3 separate regions of the Triticum aestivum genome follow, and all the other regions are linked to region 2. Evidence: chromatin contacts called from public Hi-C data. All regions are on one chromosome and are shown on one strand. Each heading gives the region's core, a stretch centred on a gene start, on an enhancer-like site or on the middle of the called end of the contact. The rest is flanking DNA. Distances are from core to core; before and after follow the strand shown.

Region 1 (4,486 bases), core at 494-2,993, 130 kb before region 2:
ACCCGCGGACTAGACTTTTGTTGTTCCTTCCCAAGTTGTGATAAATCTACTGCAATATCTATTGCCCACTGGATAGATTTTGCAATTGATCGTCGCTGCTCCCCATGTCTTCTGGCATTGCGCTCAGACCAAACTGACCATGCCCCGCATAAGATCGTACATGCTGAAAAGTGATCCACCTTACCTCCCTGTATCATATCAAGGGGCCATGAATCAGGATGAAGATTTAGAATTTTAATCCCAGTGCGTATCTTCATCTGCTCTCAGAACCTGCGAGCCCAATTGCAAGTGAATAGAGCATGGTATGTAGTTTCTTCAACACCACAGTCCTCACAGTAAGGTATTTTCTCGATATGACGATGTTGCAGCACAACCCGACACGGAATAAAGTTGTGAATAACTCTCCACCAGAAACATCTTACTTTGGGAGGAACCTCCATTCGCCAAAGTATTTTAAACGCCTTATAGTACCCATTGTCCGAGCCTGACGCCTGGGTCATCCTACCCTGTTCCTCAGTCAACAACTTATAAGCCGACCTCACAGAGAAAATGCCCATCTTATCAGGTTGCCATGCCCAGAAATCCTCTCCCGCATTGACTGGAATTCGCAGGATAGCTTCAGCATCAATCACAGTAAAATTAGTTCTCACACATTCCTCGTCCCATGTTCTGCTATCTACATCCAGTAGCTCATTAACTCTATTAACTGCAGCAAGACGAAGCTTTACTAAGGTCTTGTAATTATAGTTGGCTGGGATCCACGGATCATCCCATATTTTAATTGATTCGCCATCACCGACCCTCTTGATTAGGCCCAGCTCAAGAGCTTCTCTACCAAACAATATGGCGCGCCATGTGTGTGAGGATCCCCTTCTTCTTGTAGCGGTCATGAAGTCTTTGCCGTTATAATACTTCCCTTTCAGAAGTCTTGCACATAGCGATTCGGGATTAGTCAATAGCCTCCATCCTTGTTTAGCTAACATGGCTTTATTAAATAACTGGAGGTCCCTAAAACCCATTCCACCAACACATTTAGGTACCGCTATATCCTGTCACTTTTTCCAATGCATCTTTCTTTTTACTCCGTCTCCTCCCCACCAATATTGCGCCACCACACTAATAATTTTTTTGCATCGACATGGAAACCGCACGTCCGAATGGAAAACGAACACGTCAAAAAAAAAATGGAAAATGGGTACGCGAGCCAGCCCGTGCCTCACGTGGGCCAGCCGGGTCCGCGCACGCCTGGAGCACGTCCGCAAGCAAGGAGAGAGAGCACGACGCGGTGGCACCGGAATCACGAGGGAAACGAGACGCGCGCGGGCGACCACCGACCTACCAGGCCACGCCTCACCCAAGGCCCACGAGGCCTCGTCACGCCCATCGCGAGGCGCACAGCCGCACACGGCGCATCCGACGTGTCGCGCGGCGCCGACCTGGCCCCCCACCCCCGCGGGCAAACCCCCTTCCCGCCTCGCGCCCGCTGCGTGCCGGAGCGTGCCCCGGCTCGCTCCCCACGCTCCCATCCCCCACCACCACACCAAACACCGATCCAAGCCAATCAGCAACCCGTATCGCCCCGCAGGGACGCCCACAGGTCCCTTCTCGGCGCAGCGGATCCCGAAACGGCGTCCACGTAGGACGCCACGGGGGCGGAAGCGTGTGAAGGGAGGCAGGCAAGTCGTCACGGCTCGGAATCCTCTACCGTGCAGGCTTCCCCTTCCTCCATCTCGGACCTATTTGTACGCGCAACTCACGCTTGACGCCGCCGCAAAGCGCGAGCCCGCCCCGTCGAGTGCAGCTGCCACCATCATCGTCATCATCTATTTACCACCGACCGATCCCCGGAGCCGTCCGTCCGTCAGACCGAAGGTCGTCGCTCGCCCGCGTGAAGAGGAGGGAGGTCGCGCGCCGGTCGATGGCGGCAGCGGCGGCAACCTCCGTGCGGGGGTGCGGCCCGGCGTCGGCGTCGTCGGTGGGGCTCTCGCCGCGTCGGGCGGTGCAGCGGTCGTCCTTCCTGCCGCCCCTGCCGCGGCGGGCGTCGTCGGCGCGCGCGCTGCGGGCGGCGGTCGCGGACGCCCCGCACCGGGGGCTGGAGCTCCGGCGGGAGGCGCGGGACGAGGCGGGGCTGCTGGAGGCCGTGATCGGGGGCGACGGCGGGGACGAGGTGGAGGAGGCGGTCGGGGAGGAGCGGGTGGAGGGGTGGATGCGGGAGTCGATCGCGGAAATCGTGCGGCACGTCGGGGAGGCGCCGTTCCTGGTGCACCTGTTCAGCGACGGGCGGGAGGGCGTCACGGTGCGGCGCGAGCCGGCGTCGGTGGAGGCCTGGCCCGACGTGCGCCGCCGCTGGGGGCCTGGCGGCCAGCGCCGGCCCGACGGCATCATCCTGGTCGAGCAGGTGGCCGCCGCGGCGGTGGAGGACGGCGCCGAGGCGGCGCGCCAGGTGTGGGGCCTGGTGGTCCAGGCCCGCGGGATGGAGTGCGCCGCCTGCTACGTCCTCGACACCTGCCGCGTCCGCTCGCCCGCCGGCTTCTGCACCCACTTCTGCCTCGCCCGCGCGCAGTGCTTCGGCGAGCCCCTCGAGCTCCAGCTCCGCAACGCCTGGCTCAACCGCCTCTCCGGCCACCACCGACGATAGCCGCCGCCTCCGCCACCGCCGCCGATGTACCACTACTAGCATAGAAGAACCTCCCCCCGCCACCATTGATGCAACTGCCTCCGGTTCGGCTGGGAAGAACGGACCGAAGATTCATCGGGAAGCAAGCAAGAACCCCATTGATCGATGATTCTTTCTTGCCTTCACGCTCTAGCTTTTCCCCTGCGCGCGAGATGGGCGTATCGTGATCGAGTAATTGGAATCACGAATCCCGCCCGCGTTTGAACCTGTACAGATTACTGATTGTATTGCTTGATTATGAATTGAAAACCAACTGTTGATCATGAAGTTCTCTTGTTCTCGAGTTTCTTGGTTCGGTGCGAGTGAAGTTAGTTACTTGATTGATGCGTCTCGGTTATGCCATGGACGATCGAATCGAATGCGATCACGACGGCAATGCGTCTCGGTGACGGCTCGAATATTCCGATACGAGTAGGCTGCCGTCGGCGGCAACTGAGACGCGGTACGTCTCCTCGAGTAATTTAAAGTAGAGTAGGATTCGGTGATGATTGATGAGTGTGAGACATAGTTAATGGCAAGAACGTGGACTGCCGGGCCCATTCGGGATCCTTTTATCGCTACAGCGTTCGCGGCAGGTCGCGTCCGGTCCAATGACGCCGACGGCATGATTAGTGGTGGTATAATCTTGTGGCCAAGATCGCAAGTTCATCCGCCGTTCATACCAGTAGAGTATGGTGGTGGTAGTAATTTGCTTCCAATTTGACGGGTTCTTTGTCACAAGCGAGCAAACAAGACTATATAACCATGGACCAAGTCGTCTTCATCCACCATCCATAGTAGACTGGTGGTAGTCTATTGTGACAAAGAGACAGTCAATTTGGGAGCAAATTGCACCAGGCTGCTGTGGATGGTGGACGAAGACGGCTTCCGCATTTGGTTGGAGTACAAGACTTGTCCACCAAAGGGTGCTTCCAATTATCTCATTTTTTGTTAAAAAGAAAATCCTGCTCACTACGGCATCGGTAGATTAAAAAAGAATCTGATAAGTATTGAATGTTCGGGACGAAAAACGTGGCAATTCAGAATGTTTTCAACAGTAAGTTTAGTGACGTGAGGATGCCAACTTTAGTTGCTACTAAGCATGACAGCCTTTCTGCTTTAGTTTATTTTTTTGGCAGAAAGCTTCTCTCCTTGTCAACTAACTTGTCATCCTCGCGTCACTAAACTTGTCGCGAAAAACATTTAGAGTTGCCATGTGCTCGTACCCGATGTTTAGTACTTATCATTTTCAATTAAAAATGCTACCAGTCAAATACATAATGACATTGCTGACAAGATTAACATCCTACTCTGAAGTACTCATATAGTAATACCAAGCAAAACTATGAAGCTCATAAGCACTATGCATTAAACGGTTAGAGAATGAACAAATCACACCCTCCAGTTGAATAGGTCAAAGCTGCCTCGACGATGGCTTTCTCCGAGGTGGTCTTGGAGTTCCCACACATAGTGTCAATGGAGAGGTCGATGAAGTAGTCGAAGTCGTGGACGTTGAAAGGATCGATATAGTTGACTAGAGGGGGGAGGGGTGAATAGGCAACTAACAATTTTTATCTTTTCTTTACCAAATTAAACTTTGCATCAAAGTAGGTTGTCTAGATGTGCAACTAGGTGAGCAACCTATATGATGCAACAACAACAAGCACACAAGCAAGCAAGGGAAGTAACACAAATAAACTTGCACAAGTAAGGTACGAGATAACCAAGAGTGGAGCCGGTGAAGACGAGGATGTGTTACTGAAGTTCCTTCCTTTTGAGGGGAAGTACGTCTCCATTGGAGCGGTGTGGAGGCACAATGCTCCCCAAGAA
Region 2 (4,702 bases), core at 1,239-3,738:
TATCTTCCCCAGGTTTAACAACCACCAAAGCTCCCACATTGTGCTGTGTCATCTGTTGAAACTCTTTTTGTCACTCAAAATCATAAATATTTTCTACTTATGGAGTAATATGACCACTGGGCTAGAAGGGAAATCATACCGATTTGACAGCATCATAGACACTATCATCAGTGGTGCACCAGAGCCATGATCCATCGGCACTCTTCCCTTTAGACTTCAAAATGTCTGCAACAGTGCTGCTCTCAAATCCACTCTCCTCTATTTGAGCAGATGATACTGACATGAAGCGTGGGAACACAGCGGGCAGCATAGCAGGCTTCACAACACTGATGTGTTGCAGGACAGCAGATTTGAGCACACTGCCATGTGATCCGATAGCTTGAATTGCTCGCTGCATTTTGTTCTGTGTCAAATCATACATGAAGAAACAGTTACTTTATTTTTAACTAAGGGGATAACTGACTTGTGACTTCTTTGATATTAGAAAGACTATTTTCTTAGTTAGAATGGAGATGTTATAGATAGTTCTTTAAAGTGCAGTGTAATTTTTAATAATATAGACCAAACAATATCTATACGTCAGAAAAATTCAATTCAATCCCAAAAATGATTAGTAAATAATATCGTAAACTGATTCTTTCAAGAAGATGAACTTTTATAGCAGGCAACACATGATATTGGGAAACACTAACTGAATAGAATGTGAAAATGAGGTGAAGTGCATATGGGGAAAAGATGGAGCTTTGGTAATGACATGTAACTCAACTGCAGAAGTTTACACTAACATGAACCCAGGCTGAAAGTAAGTATTTGCAAACGTGTGCCTCTGTCATGAGCCAAGGAGCGCGCAAGTGGCGGTTAAAAAAGGTGTTCACAAGTTTTTTGGATCAGGCAATTTGCCTTCTCGGAACTGGGGCAGAACCAAAGTACATAGTAATACAGCACCGGAGAAGGTTGATCAATTAATACATGACTTCAATATGTGGGGCTGGCTAAAACTAAGGATGCTGTCAGACAAAGCAAAGAGACTAGCTCATAACCATACAATGGCAGTTGACCAACACATATAATAAAAAAAAAGAATGTGAAAGAGTGGATAAGTGGAAGCATTTGCCCAATAATGCAGCTGTGGTCTGCTCACCGTTCCACACAAACAAACAAACCTATCTCCATCCTACAGGAAACACCACCATATCAAATTAGAGCTAGTTCCTACTTCCTAGTGGGCTGATGCAGTGAAAATGATGCTGAGCTTATCTATCATTTTGTACACTAGCCAGTAAAGAGGTAGGAAAAACCGGAGGGAAGTAATTTATGCACAGAAAAATCCGTCGAATTAGTCCTCAAATTTTCTCTTGTTGAATCATCTGCTAAGAACTGAATCCGGCACGTCGGCATAGCCACGTAGCATGTCCTGCCCACTAATCAATCTCATTTGGACTTATATATACTTTAGAGAACCCACTATCAATATGTCCACCCACCCTACTTGATGTGATGTGTTAACACAACATCTTTATATGTCTCTGGCAGGACGTTTTCAGAGTTAGCAAACTATGAGCATTTATTTATGTCACAATCAAAGCAATAAGGAATCACCAACTAAGAGGGAATCCAACTGACGCCTTTCACCCGCAACACTGAACTCTATGCACTCCCAAGGTGCTCGATTCGGCGCTATCAACTCGCTCCCGGTGCAAGAACCGAACGAACAACCGGATCACGGGCCACAAAACAAGGTGGGACACGCCTACCTTGAATGAATCCTAGAACCAAATAACTTGTATTTCTTCTACTTGTGCAACCACGAACTGATTCTGATTGATGCGCAGGAACAGCACACTACAAAACACTCGCTAATCTGGACAGACAAAACTAAGGAAACCAGCAAAGGAAACAGATCAAGCGCACTAACAAACAGAAGAAATCACAGAAAAGAATGGAACGTACTTTCCGGTGACGGCTTTCCGCCTGCTTTCAGCGTCTCTTTCCTCCGCTAAATCTAAAGTGAACAGTGGCCGGCTAGCAGAATGAGATGAAAAACAACAGATCGTGGAGAAACCTAGAGGAACAACACCGGGAGCACACTCATCTGACCCTTCTGCTCGCTTCAAGATGACAGCACGCACTGTAGACGCATTTCTTTTAGAACTAACACTCCACAGATCGGTCATGAACTAGGCAGCTAGTACTATGGATCGACCCATCGCATGGATTTGGTTGGACCGGAGGAAGGGGGAGGAGAAGGAGAGGGAGAGGCCGCTTTACCTGCGTGGCCACGGGACTGAGCTTCGGTTGTGGGAGGAGCAGCGAGTTGCGGGGAGGAAGAAGATGGGGGAGGGACGCTTGTGATGCTGGGAGGCAGTGGTGGGGGGTGACGAGCGCTAATTAAAGCGACACTCCGCTGCTCTCGCGGTGAGGTGGTGGAGGCATGTGAGGCCACTCGGTCTTATCCACACGGCCCTGTCTGCTCTGCACTTTTGGTTCCATTCTCTTTTGTTTAACCTTTTGTTTTGGACTTTCCGTTCTCCAGTTTCAGTGATAGGGTTTCTCGAGGCTGGTACTCTACTATGCGCAGTTTCTTGTAAACAATCAGGGCCGTGCCAGAAATGACAGGATGCATACGGGCTTGTGTGTGTAAAACATAATATGTTGGGAACTTGCTCGACACCCTAAACGGGGTGTGGCTTTTTCATTATATAGAGGTACCAAGGGGTACAATACAATGTTATAATATTAATACACAGACTACATATATATACAGTCTAACACCCTCCCTCAATCTTAACTGTGGCCTGAAGTACACATCAAGTTAAGATTGTGCCTACAGCCTACAAACTGTGGTTGTGGAAGAGGCTTCATGAAGATGTCAACAAGTTGATCCTTTGATGAAATGAACTTGATACAAAGTAGCTTCTGTGCAACACGTTCCCGAACAAAATGATAGTCAACCTCAATGTGCTTCGTCCTAGCGTGAAACATTGGATTAGATGAAAAATATGTAGCACCAATGTTATCACACCACAGAACCGGAGGATGTGCTGAAGTAACTCTCAACTCTCTCAACAGAGACTGTACCCATATGATCTCAGCAGTGGCATCAGCAACTGCTTTGTACTCAGCTTCAGTACTACTGCGAGACACTGTGGCCTGCTTTCGAGCATTCCAGGCGATCAGGTTAGAACCCAGAAATACCGCATATCCCCCCGTGGATCGCCTGTCATCAGGACTGCCAGCTCAATCTGCATCTGAGAAAGCTGAGAGCTCACACGAGGGCGCAGGCTGAAGAAGCAAACCATAGGAGACAGTAAAACAGATGTAACGCAGAATGCGTTTCACAGCTGACCAATGAGATGTCCTGGGTGCATGAAGAAACTGACAGACACGGTTGACTGCATAGGAGATATCAGGCCTGGTAATAGTAAGGTATTGCAGACCACCAACGAGACTGCGATACTCAGTAGCATCCTCGGGTGAAAGAGCATCTCCATCAAGGGCAGATAACCGATCAGTGGCAGACATCGGAGTAATAGCATGTTTTCACTTCAGCATACCAGCACGACGCAGCAGATCCAGGGAGTACTTCTTCTGTGTAAGAGTCAAACCAGAAGAAGAACGTGAAACCTCCAGACCAAGGAAAAAATGCAAGGCACCCAAATCCTTGACAGCAAAGGCACCACTGAGTGCAACCACAAGACGATTAGCAGCAGCATGGGATGAACTGATGAGAATGATATCATCAACATAAACCAGAAGATACATCGTAACCTCAGGACGCTGAAGAAGGAACAGCGATGTGTCTGCAGTGGAGGGAGTAAACCCAAGTGCTCGAAGAACAGAGCCAAGACGAGCATGCCATGCACAAGGAGCCTGTTTTAGTCCATATAGCGCCTTAGTCAGACGACAGAGATGACAAGGGCGTGCAGGATCGACAAATCGAGGTGGCTGGCGCATATAAACCTCCTCCTCCAAAATTCCATGGAGGAAAGCGTTCTACACATCAAGCTGACGAAGAGACCATCCACGAGTGACAGCAAGAGACAACAGCAAGCGAATGGTAGTAGGCTTGATGACTGGACTGAACGTGTCTTCATAATCAAGACCATACCTCTGTTTGAAGCCCTTGGCAACAAGCCGTGCCTTGTAGCGTTCGATGGAACCATCAGCATGTCTCTTGACTTTGAAAACCCACTTGGAATCAATAACATTGACACCAGATACTGGAGGAACAAGCTGCCAAGTGTCATTTTTCTGGAGAGCCTGAATCTCTTGTTTCATAGCAGCGTGCCAGTAAGGAATACTCAGTGCAGCCTGGAAGTGTCGAGGCTCAGCAGTGGGATCAGCAGCAATGTGAGCCATGCACGCGGCTAGCCATGCCACAGTCCCGTCCTTGCGTTCCTTCGGACAGAAAATGCCCGACTGACTCCGCGTACGAGGACGAAGAGGGACCACAGGCCGTGCCGGCGAGACCGTCGCAACCGGTGATGGAGACAAAGCTGCAGCATCGAGAGAGCTGTCACTAGGGCTCCCTGACGACGACGAGCCAGGCGAGGCCAGCCCACTAGCAGCCGAGGCGGGACTGACCGGGTCCAGCTCCAGGCCGGTCGAAGCAACCGCCGACCGAGGCGAAGATGCCTCCAGGTCGGGCGTGACCCCTCCTGGGTCAGGCGGAGCACCAGCCGAAAGATTGGGCGAGGCCAGC
Region 3 (4,426 bases), core at 1,788-4,287, 230 kb before region 2:
CGTCGCCAGCAGCACGGCATGTGGTAAGCCACAAAAAATATAGTGAATAATCGCGCCGCGCCGAGAAAAACGTGACGGGCGCGCGCGAGGACGCGGGGGCCACATGACCAGCGCACACGGGATTGGGCGCGGATTCCTCCGGATGGGGCGTGTGCGGCTGCCGGGGCCGCATCGTGTTCACGCCGAATTCCCTCCCTCGCCCTCCCTCCCCTACCTCGGCCTCACCTTATCTCCTCCCAGCTGTGGCCACCAGCAGCAGCTAGCTCCTATCAGTATCAGTATCAGTATCAGTATCAGTATCACCACCGCAGCCCCCTGCTCCGGCATCGCGCCCGGCACTCCCCGCTTCAAAACCCCGATTCTTGTTGGCTTCTCTCGTCGCCCGACCGACCCCCAGTAGGCAGTAGCCACCCACCCAGCCGCGGCAATGAACATCTTGAACCAGCCCATCGGCCCCGGCGGCGCCCACGCGGTGGCCTTCCCGGCCGGCGCCGCCGCCAAGGACGGCATGCCGGCGTCGCTGCGCTTCGACGTCGGCCCCAGCACCGCCCACCGCGCCCCAAGGCGGCAGGCGCAGACGCTGCTTCGGGCCAGCAGCAGTAGCTACGTCGGCGCCGGGCACGCGGACGAGGCCGCCCTCCAGAGCGCGGCGGAGCAGCAGAAGGGGGCCGTGGTGCCGCCGTTCCAGCCGGTGACGCTCAACTTCCTGCGCTCGCTGCTGGACAGGGAAAGCATGACGTCCATCGCGGAGGAGGGCGGCGAGGGCGCGGGCGTGGCCGCCGCCGCGCCCCCGCTGCACGCGCTGCGCGTGGTGGTGTCCTCCGCCGTGGCGCTCGACGCGCGCCAGACCGAGCTCATCGCGCGCAAGATGCGCCGGATCACCGGCTTCGTCAACCTCGCCATCGAGAACGTGGTGGAGCCGTCGCTCATCGCCGGCTTCGTCGTCTGCTACGGCCTCGACGACTCGCACACCATCGACCTCAGCGTCCGGGGCCGCCTCGCCGCGCTCAAGAACCGCGTCGACTCCTCCGACCTCGACGACCGCCTGCACCCGCGGACGCCCGCGCCGCTCCATTGATCCACCCGTCAATTATACCCATATAGTTCCACACACAACACATACCGCGCGCACCACCACTTCGCCGTGCTTGCCGCGAGTTCATTCACGTCGTCCGCCATATCTCCATGCCATGCATGATGAACTCTATACAGACTAAGATGGATCGACTGCAAGTTCGTCGCCGACGACAACAGTTTTGCTATGTAACGTTGTTGTAAATTGTGAGGCACTTGACTAGCTTCTGCTATTATGTTTGTACCAAGTGTACTGTAATACTGCCATGGTACTGTACAAGCTGCAGATTGTAATTGTATGCGAGGTTCAGGGTTACATACTCTGTAATCCCAGAGCAGAAGGCTGGTGTGAGAAACCTACTGCTCCCTCCGATCCATACTAAAAGTTGCGCTAAATTTGCGACCATTAATATGGATTGGAGGGAGCCGGCAACGAATTCGAGTATGAAATAGCTGGTAACACTTTCTCGGTGCGAAGTGGTTGGTGATACGTACCGACGGCAGGCAACGGAGCTTTATTGGTGTCTTATAATTATTCCAGAGCAAGAACTGCTGATGGGGCGAGTTGCGGTACAGGAAAGAAGAGTACAAACACTGATCAGTCACTGACAGGACAGTGCCACTGCCGGAGAACCGGAGCTTATAGCAGCGGCGATGGTGCAGACGGCGGGAGATCGGTCAGGGACGGCGCTGCAGGGCGTCGGAGAGGTGCTTGAGCGCCTTGTCGTAGGAGACGAAGCCCATGAACCAGAACTCGTGGCTGTCGGTGGTGGCCACCTGGATGTACCGCTCCGACGGCCTCCACATGCTGGCCGACGGGCTCACCGTCCTCACCTGGTTCAGCGGAAGCACCACCTGCAGCGCAGCCGGTGAATGAGAGAGATTGTTGAGAGTGCCAAGTGAACTGAAGCTGATGAGAGAAGGGAGGATGCTTGCCTTGTAGTACATGGGCTCGGGCGGCTGGGTGGGGGAGGGGGCGTGGTAGGAGACGGGCGAGTCGCTGCAGAAGGCGAGGCGGGCGGTGGAGAGGTAGAGCGTGCCGATGACGGGGCCGGAGGAGGTGGAGAGGTAGCAGGCGTAGGCCTTGCGGAGCTGCTCCCCCGGCACGCCGCCGAACACCTGGTGGAACACCCGCTCGTGCCCGCCCTCCGCGTACACCTTGGTCCCCTGCGCCAGCCGCGCCACCGCCGCGTCCGCCATGTTCGGCGCCGTCCGGACTGCGCCAGGGCAAAACGTGCGGTGTCAGTGCGCGTGCATCATGATCCGAAGCAGGGATGAGTAATACTCACGGTGGTTCCAGATGTTGCCGGTGGTGTCGGCGGCCTTGCGGGTGCCGTCCTCCAGCAGCTTCCCGTACCGCCCCAGCGCCTTCATGATGGCTGCACTTGCAAGGCGGCGCCAGAGCACGCCGACGTCAGGATCGACGGACACACGAGAGTACAGAGCAGTATTGAGGAATCGAACGAGACGAGGGGTGTAGGACGGTTACGCACACTGGCAGGTGGACGGGGACGCGCTGGCCGGGGTGACTTGCACGTAGGGGTTGCCGGCGCCGTTGCTGGCCGCCGTGACGGCGACGGCCGTGGACTGCGGGCGCGCGGCCTGGCCGCCGTGCGTCGGGTACCCCGCCGGCGCCGGCGCGGGAGCCTGCATCGACGCCATGGCACGCGATGAGTTTAGTCTGGTTCTGCAATGAAACGGGCTGGAGCTCTGCCTTATGCGGATTGGCGACGGATGAGGAGGAATGATGCGGTGCGGTGGGCGGCGGGCGGTGGCGGGGGAGAATCAATCGGAGGTAGTGGCGATGGGGCGAAGGTTCTCTGGGCCTGGCGGCTGGCGCGTTTACTTTTTGTAAGGATCGGGGGAAAGGGGAAAGCGAGGAGTGCGGTGCGGTGCAGCTGATCGAGATACAGTACGCCAGCAGACATGTGGTATATCTGGGATCTCCGCGTGCGACTGCCCCTCGTGCGCCATGCCGTGCCGTGCCTTCGCAACAAAGGAAAAGAACGGCCATGGCGGCCCGACTGAACGTGCAGCACTGGATCATGGTGAACGCCATACGGAATCCGGTTCCATTTTAGAGGGCACATATTCTAGGTTCGGCTCTGAAAGCGATAAGGGCCCAAGTCTCTACTTCTAATGGAGCAGTTGATAGTCTCCGCCGGTCAATTTTCGTCCCACCATTTTCGTTTGGTTTTTTTCGTAGGTTAACCTTCGTAGATTTTTTTTCGTCGTTTTTTTCATCTGGTTTATTTTTGTCTCACCTTTCATTATTATATCCTCACGGTAATTTTTTTCACTCTCTCATTAAAAACTTTCTTAACATTTGCAAACTTTCCTAACCATGCATGTCACAAACGAGCAGGTATTGATATCACGTTACAAACAATAAAACCCATTTTCATGGAAATCAATTCAAATCCTAATTTCCTAACACATTGATTCTTACCTTTTCTAATCTCTACTCAGTTGGTAGGCATGTCACAAACGGGCAGGTATTGATATCACGTTATAAACAATAAAACCTATTTTTATGGAAATCAATTCAAATCCTAACTTTCCTAACACGTTGATTCTTACCTTTTCTGATCTCTACTCAGTTGGTAGGTGGTATCTTCGCTTCCTACTTCCAAACCTCGATCGCACAATCCCCGAGGATTCCCCACGATTCTGCACACACAAAAGAAACAAGCAAGAAAAACCAGCGTGACTGAAACCTACGAACCTATGTCCCTCTTCCTCCCCAGCCGCGAAGCGAAGCCGGTCGGCCGCCACCCATCGCGTGCGCCTAGGGTTCTCGATGGAGCCTGCGGCCTCCATGTCGTCGGCGAATAGGCGAAGGGCGGCCTCAGAGGCCCTGGAGTTGCAGCTACGGCAGAGGACGCTCGAGACCATGCTGGAGCAGTGCGGTTATCGAGACAATGTTCAGGAGTGCGAGGACGGGAATCCGGGCTAGGGGCGGACGGCTGGGCGGCGACATCAGCGACGGGGAGGGGCCACCCCCAGCGCCGGGGTTGGCGTATCCGAGGACAGTCCATGGTGGCTGCGGCGAGGGTGGGCTCATATCCCGTTCATGGAGCTCTCCCGGCACCGCCGCCCCGTTTCCCATCTCTTCCCGATCCGGCGCCGCACCATCGTCTCCTATCTCTCCCTGAAGTCACGATACTGGTGGTTGCCAGGGGCTCGATCCAATGAAACGCATGATGGTCGGACACTCCAGTGCGGATGCTTGCAAGGGCGTGCTGGCCCTCGCTTGGAAGGGGATGAGACCGTCAAGAAGTTAACTTGGTTGGCGAGAGACCAGGCGCAAGATGTGGTGGAGTGGAGACGACGGAGGTTATGGTTGGTGTGG

What was found. Hi-C and Micro-C count contacts between places; a contact is called where the count stands out from the background.
Region 1: a contact with region 2 is called in a Hi-C map of leaf, with 3 times the contacts expected there. The contact joins the promoter of LOC123086943 here to the promoter of LOC123086941 in region 2. A contact is called at or near these places in 3 of 5 Hi-C or Micro-C datasets (all in leaf).
Region 3: a contact with region 2 is called in a Hi-C map of leaf, with 6 times the contacts expected there. The contact joins the promoter of LOC123086946 here to the promoter of LOC123086941 in region 2. A contact is called at or near these places in 2 of 5 Hi-C or Micro-C datasets (both in leaf).

Annotation. Positions count from the first base shown.
Region 1 is chr4A:557,583,068-557,587,553 of IWGSC CS RefSeq v2.1, reverse strand. It overlaps LOC123086943, which reads left to right and starts at 1,743. Exons shown (of 1, transcript XM_044508810.1): 1 at 1,743-2,944. The coding sequence starts at 1,919. The coding sequence ends at 2,638.
Region 2 is chr4A:557,449,682-557,454,383 of IWGSC CS RefSeq v2.1, reverse strand. LOC123086941 (CBS domain-containing protein CBSX3, mitochondrial) reads right to left here and starts at 2,488. Exons shown (of 6, transcript XM_044508808.1): 1 at 2,269-2,488; 2 at 140-403; 3 at 1-52. The coding sequence starts at 397.
Region 3 is chr4A:557,683,987-557,688,412 of IWGSC CS RefSeq v2.1, reverse strand. It overlaps LOC123086946 (GEM-like protein 1), which reads right to left and starts at 3,037. Exons shown (of 4, transcript XM_044508813.1): 1 at 2,568-3,037; 2 at 2,364-2,453; 3 at 2,011-2,291; 4 at 1,556-1,929. The coding sequence starts at 2,736. The coding sequence ends at 1,753. It overlaps LOC123086947 (ATP synthase delta chain, chloroplastic), which reads left to right and starts at 162. Exons shown (of 1, transcript XM_044508814.1): 1 at 162-1,412. The coding sequence starts at 428. The coding sequence ends at 1,078.